Regions from separate parts of the Rattus norvegicus genome. Here region 2 is linked to region 1. Evidence: chromatin contacts called from public Hi-C data. All regions are on one chromosome and are shown on one strand. Each heading gives the region's core, a stretch centred on a gene start, on an enhancer-like site or on the middle of the called end of the contact. The rest is flanking DNA. Distances are from core to core; before and after follow the strand shown.

Region 1 (3,831 bases), core at 775-3,274:
ACATCAGGTGGGGGCCCAAAGCTGACTCTGAAACCTTAGGGATGGAGCAGAAAGTAGGAAAGAAGGGGACGTGTGTGTGTGTGTGTGTGTGTGTGTGTGTGTGTGTGTGTGAAGTTTTGCAAAGATTGGAGCCTTCAATCATCCTTCAATCATCTAAACAAATGCATAGGAAGGTATTAGCCCCATTTCATAGACAACAAGCTGAGGCCCAGAAGGCTTAAGTGTCCTTCTCAAGATTATGTGGTATTGTGGTCAGGATTATACGATACTCTGTAAACGTACTAAAATCATTAAACTATACACCCACGGCATGCAAAGTCTGTGCTGTGTGAATTAATATCTTGATAAGCAAAAACAAAATACAACAGTAAACCAAGGCTGGGAAGGAAGGATGCAGAATGGTGGGAAATTTCAGATCTAACTGATCTGGACTCTGTATTCCGTTTCTCAGGGTGTAATAACAAAACACCACATGCTGAGTGGCTTCCACTGATGGTGTTTATGTCCTTGTGTTCTGGAGGCTGTAAGTCTGACACCAGGCTGCTGCCAGCAGGACTGTTTTCTTTGGAGGCTTTAGGATTTGGCTTGAAGGTGGTCACCTTCCCTCCCTGGTCTTCCTGTGGCCATCTCTCTATGTCTGTGTCCTCATGACTTTTTAGAGGGATACCACTCAGTTGGGACCAGGACTCCCTCAGCCTCTTTTCAGTTTTGGCCCTTCTTTTCTCGCTCGATGTAGTTAGGTTACGAGTTATTGAGGGCTAAAGCTTTGGAGAGACATAATTCAGTCCATGATAACCTACCAAAAAATGCTTATTTGTCTTCTAGTTAACAGAAGACCACTATTATGTTTTTAAAAATATGATGTTAAGTATATATGGTTATAAAATTATGTATATCACATATATGATATGATGTATTATACATTATATACCTATAATATATGATATATGTAATATCATATATGTGATACAATACCAATATCTATATATGATATCACTATCATTATATATGGTAAATATATGATACTTATTCTGGATTTATTAGTGTAGGATCTTCTTTCAGTTTTTGAAACAGGAACAGAACCTAGGCTGGCCTTGTACCTGCTATGTAACCAAGGGCGACGACCTCCATCTCCTGATTCTCCCCTCCTGAGCACCAGGATTAGAGGAGTGCACCACCTCACCCAGTTTTCTGTTTTGCCCTAGCAGAAGGAACTGAGAGCATTCTCATTCTTACAAACAAGCATTTGCAAATGGTAATGACTTAAAGTAAATAGCTCATCGTTCAATCTCTGGATACTCCTCAAATACACTGGTGCAGAGCCCAAAAGAGAAAGATTTGGGTTAAAGAAAAATAAAGATGAATTACGAACTAATAAACTTAAAATCTGTTAATAATCTTTATCACTAAGTGATAAGTGAAATGAGAAAGCACCCAAGATGTGTAATGTATACGGATGTGGTTGCAGATATAATGTTATCTTCACTCTTGTCATGGCTTTCCTGAGTGTTGCAAATGGACTTGGGCTTGTGCTGAGAGAGGGAGAGGAAGAGAGAAGAGGAGGAGGAAGAGGAGGAGGAGAGACAGAGAGACAGAGAGACAGAGAGGGAGGAGGGAGAGGGGGGAAGTAGGGGGAGGGAGAGGGAGAGGGTAAGGGAGGGGAAGAGGGAGGGAGAGATTGAGATCTTTGCTTATGGAGGGTGGTGTCTCTTCCTTGGTTTTTGTGTTTTGTTTTCTTCTGAGTCACAGTGAGCAATCAGCTCATGCAGAAGGAACACACACATGCAGTGTTCCAGGAGGAGCTATGCAGAGGGCAGAGTTTGCAAAAAGTCCAGACACCACAGTTAGCTTATGGTTGTTCTGATATGTTCAGTTTTGACATATGAGACATTTGATAGTCCATTTAACTTTCCATGGAAGGCAAACCTCAGTTTTAAAGATACTTGAACTGGATAGTTGTGGACTCCCATACAATCTGGCCCAGAGGTTCACAGGCTGAAGCTGCCTGTAGTATGTCCCGGACTCACTACAGTGCCATGTGGTCTGTGTCATTGACATCTGACCACTGGTAACCAACCTGACCACTGGCCTTGTTTGGGTTGATCAGAGCAAGAACTCCAGACAGGAGCCCATTGAAGGAAAGCCCAGTGTGTGCTTAAGGAAAATTCCAGGATAATTGGAGCTAAATGCTTCCTCCTGGTTAACTAACCCTCAGACTTCAAGGGCGCAGGAGAACCCGTGTTATCTCTTTACAGATCAGTCACAGATCTTAGCAATCTGCAGGAAGAGTTGACTATCACTTAAGACTGCCCTTAAGTCTGCTTCCTCCCTCAATTAAGGAAGCCTTTGCAGCACGGAGGCCAAATGAGTCTATAAAAAGGACGTATTTACCATTTGGCACTTACCCGCCAGCACTGTGTACTCTCTCTCTTTTTCTCTGGTTCACGTTTATTCTCTCTCCACACCCTGCTTCCCCATCTTTTAAACCAATTAGGGAACTAGGTTTGGCCCAAGTACCACAAAAGCTGTTCTTTTTGAGCACTGGGTTTTTCAGTCAACAAGGAGAGGCCAGCCAAGATCCCTTTATCTCAAAGACAAACAAAAGCAGCTAATGAGGGAGGTGGGAGGGCTGGATGGGGAGGGGGTGAGTTCTGGAAGCTTTACTCATTCTTTGGAGGAGATAGCATGATTTTATGCAAATTGGGATTCTTTGCACTGGATCATCAGCCCAGCCAAGAATCTTGCTATCTTACAGCCGTGCTCCACTGGATGGCAACAGAGAGCTATCTATGCCTTGGTCCCTGTGCTTGGAATATCTTTACCTCTTGCTGAAGGGGAATGTCCCCTGTCTTTCTAGTGGAACAATACTAAGAATTTTACCCAAGAAGAACTTGATTCTTGGTTGCCTCACTTCTGCTTTTCCACAGTTAACCTACATTTCCACATTCGACATGTTTGTATTTTTTTATTTACTAGGACAATGAGCTTGGCACATAAGGCTGGCACCCTGTATTCGTGGGTTCCACATCTTCATATCCAGCCAGCAGAAGATGGAAAATAATAAAAAATAATCTGTATATATACTCAGAACATACAGATTTTTTTTAACCTTGTCATCTTTGCCTAAAGAACATGGGATCATGGCTACTGGCATAACATTTCCATTGTGTTGTTAGGTGTTAGAAATAATCCAGAGATGAGTTACTCTACATGAAGTTTGCACAGAGGTGATGTGCAGACCATTTCAGCATCAATGGATTTGGGTGTCTGGGGTTCCAGGGACCACTTTCTGTGGATACCAAAGGATGACTGCACCATCTTGTGTTTCCCAGGAAACTGCAAAGCCAAATTTCCGCTTTTGATCAAATGTATTGCTTTGAAAATATTCCCCCTCTCCCTCTCCCCCTCTCTCCCCTCTCTCACCAAGTAGCTGTAGTAACTGGGTATGAAACTGAAGCCAACAGTAAGACTTGGCTTTGGTCAGACTTCATGGTGACCCTCCCACTCTGGGCAAGTCACTGATTGGTTTGAGTATCTGGAGGATAGCAGAATATTGATGGAGTTGGGCAGTGGACAGAGAAACAACAGTGCTCACATGGCTTTCCACATAGTGGGAGAAGAAACTTGCGGTATCCACTCAACACCATATCCTGGAAAAGCTGGTGTTCTCCCAGCGCCCAGCAGTTGACACTGATCTAAAGCTCAAAGAATTGGTGAGGCGATATGGAGAAAAGAAGAGAGACCAGAAAATGAGACTTCTGTGGTAACCACAATGTTACCAAAAGAGCCAGGAGTGTGCTTTGAGTTCACTGTGCAAAGAGCAGCTGTTGC
Region 2 (3,831 bases), core at 787-3,286, 44 kb before region 1:
GTGGACGTGACTTGTTTCCTGCTTTTGTCACAGGCTCTGCGAGATGATGCCAGTGCTGAAGTGGGAGCTAGGTTCTCTTCTGTAGATTCTGGAAAGTTCCTCTGACATACAGCTAGTATCTCAGCCTTCTTTAAAAGTTCAGTTTATTGAAGTAAAACAGCTTGCAAGAGCTGACTTTAAAAAGAACATACTGTCTGAATTTTAGAAAATGTATATGGTTGCGTACAATTTGGACAGCAGAGTAATAGTATGTCTAACAATCTAACCTTCACCCCTAGCTTTTACAGTTGATTAGAATTCAGTTGTACTTTTGCCTTTTCTAAAATGTCACAGAAATGGAATCTCAGGTGATTGATTGATTTATTGATTGATTGATCAGTCTTTTGTGCCTATTTTTTAAACAGCATGATGCTTTTGAGATTTATCTGTGCTGCATGTTATAAATGGTTGTCACTGTTTATTGCTCGATATTACTTCACTCTGCATATTTAGGTTATAAGGTTTGGGGCTTTGTTGTGGATAAAGTTATATACTGTTCAGATGGCTCTTTTTATGAATACATACTTCCATTCATCTTGGATACTTGCTTAGAGATTGGATCTCGATTTATATTTCCCAGTGGCTGAGAATCATGAGCACTTGGCTTTGTTTGCTCTCCTCGTATTCTTGTCAGTTGTCTTACCCAGGATCTTTGTTATTAGTGCTGAATTGAAAGTTTCCATACTTTGATACAATTCCTTTACTAAGTTTTTTCTTAGAAATATTTTCCCCAGTTTATGGCTTCTTTTTTGTTTGTTTGTTTTCTTTGTATTGTCATTTGAAGAAAAGGTTTTCATTTTGTTGAAGTTTAAATTTATTTTGCTTTCTTTCTTTTTTCTTTAATGATTCATGTCTTTTGTGTCCTAAGGATAGCCAGGCATGGTATTTCATGTCAGTAATCCTAGCACTGGGGAGGCTGAGGCAGGAGGATTGTTGTGATTTCCAAGGTAGCCTAGGATATTTAGTGAGTTCCAACCTTTTCTGATCTGTCTCAAAAAGCCAAAAACAAAAAACATTTCTCCAGCTTAAGGACAAAGATTTCTAGAAGGTTCATGGTTATATTCCTTAATTCAGTTTTCTGTCTACTTGGAGTTCATTTCTGTGTGCCATAGGTTGTGGGGTAGCCTTCTTAAGTGGAAATCAGCAAGCACCATTTGTTGAAAAGCTCATCTTTGCTGTGGATAAAGTTATCAGATGGTTCTTTTTTTTTTTTTTCTTTTTTTTTTTTTTTTGGTTCTTTTTTTTTTTTTTTTCGGAGCTGGGGACCGAACCCAGGGCCTTGCGCTTCCTAGGTAAGCGCTCTACCACTGAGCTAAATCCCCAGCCCCCAGATGGTTCTTTTTACAAATACATACTTCCGTTCATCTTGGATACCTATTGTTGATATCCTTGTTGAAATCATGAATCTGTGTCTGGGCCTTATTCTGTTGGTCTGTGTGTTTACTCTACCAATATCACAACATCTTGAAGGCTCTTCTGGCTGTGAAGTGTATCCCTGTTTACTTATGGGAATGGGGATGGACTAGAAGCCAGATGAAGCAAAGGGTTAACCAAATCTCTCTGGGGCCTTCATTCTACCCAGATTACACTCCCTTTTGGAGACCATGAGTCAGGATTAGAAGCATCCAGAGAAAGGGTGGGAGGCCAGCTTCCCTGGAAGCCTGGTCTTGAGCCCAGTGAAGGTTTACTGCAGTTCATTTGCATCATGACCTTCTGTCCTCAACCCGTTGTTTCCAGGTTACTAGCTTTATTTAGACATTGACTTCTACATCAAAGTTCAAAAGTAGGTTTGCCTTTTTTTTTTTTTTTACAAAAGGTAAATGTGTTTCATTTATTTTCATAAAGCATTATAGTTTGGTTTAATATGAAAGCTGTCATTCCATGCTCAAAAAGTAACCTTAAGATTTGAGAACTGTTTCTTAACAGAGGCAGATTGCCCCGCACCAAGTCATTCTAGCATTTATTCAGCAGCTACTGTATGCAGGCGTTTTGAAGACTTTGGATGCTCTATTTTCTCCAAGAGGCAGAGTAACAGTGTAGGGTGGGCTTATAAAGGGGTCCCCAGCTCCCTTCCGCCCTCCAGCTGGGACCAGCTTCTGTGGGGCAGGCTCCTGTGCTTCCTAGGAAGTGTTTAAAATGCTCATACTTCACAAACACCCTTGCATTTCTTCAGAGTGCAGGCTGCCTTCATCTCCTATAGGCTTCTGTTGTGGTTTTTTTTTTTCCCCTTCTCTTATGTTTTAACCAGTGAGTACATCTTAGTGGGGCATAAATTTGAAAGACTAGTACAGAATTGAGCATAATAAAAATATAGAGACACGTCTTATCTTCTAACACCTTTTAAAGTCTCCTGCTGTCACATCTCGGCCCCAGCAAATCATACTCTGGGTTTCAAGTTTTAGATGAAGTGAAGTTGTTATTAAATTCAAATAAACAGCTATGCACATACATACACACAATTTTTTCTTAAATTCACTGGAAAATTCCAAGACCTTACATAAACCGAACATAGTGTGCCATGACCTAACAATTTCAAGTATGTCTAGTATGTCACTTTTGGGCTTCTTTAATCCTTTAATTTTTTTAGTGATTCAGCAATAACCTAATTGTTGAAGGAGATGAGTAATAACTGTCATTGAATGAACATTGTTTTTCTTATGTCTTCAACTAAGGTCAGACCCTAAAGACTGCTAGCCTAAATATGTATTATAGAAGTAAGGGATTGGGATTTAGATCTTTCTGAAAGTATGTAGGTTTTAGTATGTTAAGCATTATGCTATATATGAAAAGAAAAAAATGAACATATGAGTCCTGAAAAAAAATAGTTTGTGTTATGTAAGGGTTAGCTGGAACTTTATCATAAAGATTCCCAATGCCTAGTTGAAAGTACCTTCCTTTAGGGCTCCTACGTTCTCATTTGTCCAGAATGTTTAAATTGACTGAATGGTTTGCACTGTGAGAAAAGAATACTCTGCAGAGCTGCAGGCAGCTGGTATTTTAGGTTTAAATAAAGGAAAATTCAGATTTCCAAAACCTAAGGTTTTGCTCTCTATGATGTCAAGGAAGCTATTAGATTTGTTTATTAATTTCTAAAGTTTTTGGCCTTAGTCACCCAACTTAAATATGCTTTAAATTTTTTCTGTTGCTTGGTGATATTTCTGCTTTGAGAGAGGCACTATCATCTAAAACTACACTTGCATCTCCAGTTTTTTGATATTCTGGGTGTCTGGTGGTAAACAGAACTAAATGTCATTTCCTTCACTGAAAGTGCCTTGGGTGTTTACAAAACTTTCTTCCAAATGCCTGCATAAGTAGTAGAATAATTTTTTCACTATAAAATTGACATTAGGCAGATGAAATTTCCTAGCAGAAACTGAAGGAACTATTTTTTTCAGAAGGTAAGTTGTGTGATTTTCTACCTGACATTTGACCAAATACAGCATACCTATTTTCTGTTGTTCATGCCAGTATTGTCGTTTCTTGTTTTAAAGTTAAAAATCTAAGAATGAAGATTTTAAGAATATTCCCCAATTCAAACCTGAAAAACCTGGTGTTAGTCTTGGGTGGTTTCCAATGACCCTCTGCCTCCTTCTTTCTGCCCCCTGTGTCGATTTGGAACTGGGCAGCCATTTTTGTTTTTGGAAGGGAAAGGAGACAGATATAATGAATGGCTTTTATTGTGCAATATTTCAAACTCTCTTGAATGCATTCGAATGGGATGGAAACCGTTCTGCCCTGTGTCATAGCCAAAACAAACACAACAGATTCCCTAACCCTGGATGTGTGTTTCTC

Evidence for each region. A called contact is a pair of places that touch in the nucleus more often than the background predicts.
Region 2: a contact with region 1 is called in a Hi-C map of the Rat2 cell line, with 2.4 times the contacts expected there. The contact joins two enhancer-like sites. A contact is called at or near these places in 3 of 12 Hi-C or Micro-C datasets (the Rat2 cell line, Schwann cells and liver).

What each region holds. Positions count from the first base shown.
Region 1 is chr15:46,021,429-46,025,259 of GRCr8, reverse strand. No RefSeq gene overlaps it. Among named protein-coding and RNA genes, the nearest start is that of Cdca2, 94 kb to the left of the region's middle. Within about 2 kb of position 2,024, at least 3 of the 93 cell types and tissues checked have an H3K27ac peak or open chromatin away from gene starts, as enhancers often do.
Region 2 is chr15:46,065,561-46,069,391 of GRCr8, reverse strand. No RefSeq gene overlaps it. Among named protein-coding and RNA genes, the nearest start is that of Cdca2, 50 kb to the left of the region's middle. Within about 2 kb of position 2,036, at least 3 of the 93 cell types and tissues checked have an H3K27ac peak or open chromatin away from gene starts, as enhancers often do.